Regions from separate parts of the Oncorhynchus mykiss genome. Here region 2 is linked to region 1. A link is a contact called in public Hi-C data. All regions are on one chromosome and are shown on one strand. Each heading gives the region's core, a stretch centred on a gene start, on an enhancer-like site or on the middle of the called end of the contact. The rest is flanking DNA. Distances are from core to core; before and after follow the strand shown.

Region 1 (2,700 bases), core at 159-2,658:
GGCTGTATCACCGCCTGGTACGGCAACTGCTCCGCCCACAACCGTAAGGCTCTCCAGAGGGTAGTGAGGTCTGCACAACGCATCACCGGGGGCAAACTATCTGCCCTCCAGGACACCTACACCACCCGATGTCACAGGAAGGCCATAAAGATCATCAAGGCCAACAACCACCCGAGCCACTGCCTGTTCACCCCGCTATCATCCAGAAGGCGAGGTCAGTACAGGTGCATCAAAGCAGGGACCGAGAGACTGAAAAACAGCTTCTATCTCAAGGCCAGCAGACTGTTAAACAGCCACCACTAACATTGAGTGGCTGCTGCCAACACACTGACTCAACTCCAGCCACTTTAATAATGGAACAATTGATGTAAAAATGTATCACTAGCCACTTTAAACAATGCCACTTTATATAATGTTTACATACCCTACATTACTCATCTCATATGTATATACTGTACCCTATACCATCTACTGCATCTTGCCTATGCTGTTCTGTACCATCCCTCATTCATATATTTTGATGTACATATTCTTCATCCCTTTGCACTTGTGTGTATAAGGTAGTTGTTGTGGAATTGTTAGGTTTGATTACTCGTTGGTTATTACTGCATTGTAGGAACTCGAAGCACAAGCATTTCTCTACACTCACATTAACATCTGCTAACAATGTGTATGTGACAAATAAAAATGGATTTGATTTTTGCAGCCATGGGTGGGCCTTGGAGGGCACAGGCCCACCCACTTGGTAGCCAGGTCCAGCCAATCAGAATTTGTTTTTCCCCACAAAAGCGCTTTATTACAGACAGAAATGCACCTCAGCTCATGAAACATGTGACCAACACTTTAAATGTTGCTTTTATATTTTTGTTCAGTATATCATTTTGGTATCTTGGCTGGTCAGTCCTGGCTTGCACCCATAGCCCTGTCTATTAATTTTAGAATGGTTGCGTTTCCTCAGACAGACAGTTCAATATCATTTAAAACCAAGTGTCCGGCAAATCCATGCATACACTAAGTCGCAATTTCCTAAATATGTTTTTACCGTCACACAATTCCTTCAATTTCGGGACATGTAACAGTAACTGTTCAGTCTTGCTGACGTCTGCTATTCTGTATCATGTATCATCTTCAAGCCTCAAGCGACTGAAGATCACAGATTGGTCATCGCCCAGCGGTCGCGTTTGTGATCTGCATAAAACATTGGGAAATGCTGGTCTTTTTCACCGCCTACCACGCCAAGTTCGCGCGCCCAACGGACCCCCGCCCACTCTCTTTCTCACCGCTTTCACAAGCCTCGATAATGAATGGGAAGGGGTGTTTCGCCGCGCGGCGCCGCGTGCTAGAGTACACGAGCCGTGCAGCGCGAGTCAATGAAGAACTCCTAGAAAAACATTGGTTGGCCCACAAATATTCTCTGACGTTATATAACGACGTCTGCTCGCTTCACTTCCTGGTTGACTGTGTGAATTTGTCCAAACATGACCGCGTGTGCTGTGTACAGGTAGAATAGATAAAAGGTATACCTTTTTTTGTACCTCATGGCTTCTGTCAGTGACCTGCAAGCTCGACGAGTTGAAAATAATAATACACGCACTCTGTTGAACTCAGAAGGCGTTTATGAAGCAGCAGAAGATAATTCATCCCAGATCATTCTGGAGAACCCCGATCCTGATATCGTTAAAACAATCTCACATTATTTCGATGTTGCTCTCAGTGGGCAGAAATATGTGTTATCCCATCCCGTCACAGACCATGGCACTGAGTCTTCAGCAGACAGGTAAGCACACGTGGAAAGATGAACCCAGATAAATTGGTTAAAAGTCAGTGCTGTGCCCTCAGCAATGCTTCTACATAAATGTGTGAATCATTCAGAATAGATTCCTATAGCTAGCTTATTACAACAATGTCAAGAAAAATTTATTTGAATTAACATTACAATTAACACAACCAAAAGTGTGAACATTGCAATGCTTGTTTTTCCCTTTTCTCACACATATATCAGTAGGGATTCAGGGGACAGCCTGTTCATAACTCAAGTGCCAGTGTCTGAGGTGGTGAGGTCTGTGAGAAGATGTCACTCAAAGGAGAGGTCAGAGTTCACATGTACCATAGAATCAGAGGAGGAGAGTGGGGACGAAGATGGACCTGCCACTCCCCAAAGGAAGCAGCAGGTCTCACAGGCAATGAAACATCACAAGAGGAAAGCAGAGAAGCATGGCCTGAAAAAGTACTCCTTTCCCTTTCTGGGGAGCGTTTACAGAAGTAAACCCCTATCTAGTCGAGAGTGGGCTTACAGAAACACACACCTACCACTATTAAATAGTGTGACCTTCTCGGTAAGTAGGCAGCACTTCTTGTGTCAAATTCGTATTGTAAAAAAAAAGATCCTTCATAAAATATAACAAAGTGCAGCTTCTGATACTTATCATTTGGATCATATATAGGCCTAATGTATTTGTGGGTAACTAATGTGTCATATGCTTCTAAATGTCTTCTCAGTCTCACTGACATTAAATCCCTTTTGTTTCCAATAGAGTAAGGCAATTGGAGGCTTTTTTAGATGTGTCAAAACACTGAAGAAGTTCTCTAAAGGAAAAGCGACTTTAGCTTCAGCTTTACCAAACAGATATCTGGATAAGGAAGGTGAACTGTCTCCGCTGTCAGAGTAAGGTTTCTACAGCTCTACATTTTGAAATAAGA
Region 2 (2,700 bases), core at 27-2,526, 230 kb before region 1:
ACTTATTTCATTAACAGAACAGTAATAAAACGTATCTGTGATGGAAAATCATTAGTCAGTATGCATTCATACAAAAGTACATGAAAAAGCCTTATCTAATTATGTGTGAAGATGTGTCATACACCTGCTGATGACATGCTTTATTTAACTAGGAAAGTACATTAAGAATCATGAGGCAGGCAGCCCACTTAAACCTAATCTGCATGAATGAAAGGATATTCATGATACTGTTAGGGAAGGAAAGAATGAAACGTTGCCTATTCTTCAGTACTGACATTGAGGGAAATGACTATCAGGCTTGGTGTTAACTAGTGACCTCACACCGCCGGCTGAGCTAGACCTGCTTATTCAAAACTAAGGCAAGTACAGGTGTAAATGGAAATGTTAGCTTACTAATATTTGATCCGGGTTGAATGGTCATCACATTTAGATAGCTATAACGTGCGGATAAACACCCGGAATCATAATTAACGACAGATGGTTTATTGCTGAATTGGTATTAATTTATTTCCTTCATGTAGCGAGCTAGAACACATTCGTGAGCAGCTGGCTAGTAGATTTAGGCTAAGCTAACGTTAGCTGGGCTCATACTGGTTAGTTGGCAAACTACCTATATTGTAGCTAACGTTAGCCAACTATAACAATAAGTTATTGGCCTACTAACGACTTCGCCGTCCATACCAATGGGTAAGACAACTTGCTCGCTAGTTAGAAACGATATCTATATAGTTACTGTATCTAGTTAACTAATGTCATCCATCGTCAGCGTCCCACCGAGCTGGGCGACGATGTCATGATTAGCTAACTAGCTAACTCAGCCAACATTATGTTGAGGTCATTTTCATTCAGAGATAAGCGATGCTTGTAACTCGTCGGTTATGTTAGTATCCTAATGAACAATGAATGAGGAAAGTAATACATTATAATTTTTCAGAAATATCACCATTCATTCAACATAACGTTACCTGCAGGTGCTCCTGAAAGCGAATAGGCAGGATCTGAGCCATGGCGGTTCCTTTGCTCTCCTCCCGATTCTCCTAATGCTAACACACTACGGCTTCTTCTCAGATCCTAGCCGGACAGCCAGGAAAAGGCTAGTTTAAAGTCCAATTGGTTAGACTTGTATGACAATGTGTTGTCAATATACTGGTGATTGTAATTGTCCTTTTGCTGTTTACTTGCTTCCCCAGTGATGACGGTCTGATACCGCTGCACTGAACACACTGGACCTTCAATGGCGGTGGTGGAGGCTGCTCGGGAGAGAAACAATCCGGAAATGGCAGTGTACTTCAGTGGGGCGGAGGAATACACATATTTATGTTTCAAAAAGTGTAATTTCCAATCACGATTAGCATTTTATGTATAATATTCACAATTGAAAACTATTCATTTTCATACAATCCAAGAAAAATTACTAAAATGTAGTGCAAAGGGCGCATACAATTTCGGCGATTAAGGATGCATTGGTACTATTTCTTTGCGATTCGCCCTTTGATTTTTGCCACATCATTCGTCTTCGTGAATGAACGTCAGTTCCTACTTGCGTGCTACGGTTCCCAGTGGCGTAAAGTACTTAAGTAAAAATACTTTCAAGTTCTACTTAAATCGTTTTGGGTGGTATCTGTACTTTACTATTCATATTGACTTCTTTTACTTTTACTTCACTACATTCCTAAACACAATGATGTACTTTTTACTCTATACATTTTTCCTGACACCCAAAATAACTAATTACATTTTGAATGCTCAAACAGGACAGGAAAATGGTCCAATTCATGCACTTATCAAGAGAACATCCCTGGTCATCCCCCGCCTCTGATCTGGAGGATTCACGAAACACAAATGCTTCATTTGTAAATTATGTCTGAGTGTTTGAGAGTGTCCCTGGCTATCCGTAAATTGGGGAAAAAAACTAGAAAATTGTGCCGTCTGGTTTGCTTAATACTAGGAATTTAAAATGATTTATACTTTTGCAATTGCATTTACTTCTGATACTTAGGTATATTTAAAACCAAATACTTTTAGACTTTTACACAAGTAGTGTTTTACTGGATAACGTTCACTTTTACATGTCATTTTCTATTAAGGTATCTTTACTTTTACTCAAGTATGACAATTGGGTACTTTTCCCACCACTGCCGGTTCCCCACCGTTGAAGGCTTTGAAAGGGTTGTAGCCCTTATAATAAAAGCATGATATTAGAGTTTTGTACGCCTCTTGAATTCACTTGTTTATCTGGTCGATATTGTGTGTATTTGCTTTATCTTCAAACCACTCACTTTCTATAACTAGACTTTATTCCTCAACTAGACTTGATGCTAGCCCAAAAGTCGGCAGATGGCGATATTGAGTTATTTAATCTTACAGTCCAAAGGGAATCTATGCAGCTGGCTATACTTAACCAATAAGTTACGAGGAGGTGTGGCATATGGCCAATATACCACAGCTAAGGGCTGTTCTTAGGCACGTGCATAGTCACTTTAATAACTCTGCCTACATGCATATATTACCGCAACTAAACGGTGCCCCCCTGTGTATAGTCTTGCTATTGTTATTTTACTGCAGCTCTTTAATTACTTGTTACTTTTATTTCTTATTCTTACTCATATATATTTTTAACTGCATTGTTGGTTAGGGGCACATAAGTAAGCATTTCACTGTAAGGTCTGTTGTATTCGGCCCATGTGACTAATCAAATTG

Evidence for each region. Hi-C and Micro-C count contacts between places; a contact is called where the count stands out from the background.
Region 2: a contact with region 1 is called in a Hi-C map of blood, with 5 times the contacts expected there. The contact joins the promoter of LOC110533644 here to the promoter of LOC110533638 in region 1. A contact is called at or near these places in 2 of 3 Hi-C or Micro-C datasets (blood and liver).

What each region holds. Positions count from the first base shown.
Region 1 is chr10:30,740,492-30,743,191 of USDA_OmykA_1.1, reverse strand. It overlaps LOC110533638 (putative RNA exonuclease pqe-1), which reads left to right and starts at 1,408. Exons shown (of 6, transcript XM_036990056.1): 1 at 1,408-1,777; 2 at 2,003-2,336; 3 at 2,535-2,665. The coding sequence starts at 1,539.
Region 2 is chr10:30,971,269-30,973,968 of USDA_OmykA_1.1, reverse strand. LOC110533644 (clathrin heavy chain 1) reads right to left here and starts at 1,276. Exons shown (of 32, transcript XM_036990060.1): 1 at 966-1,276. The coding sequence starts at 1,007.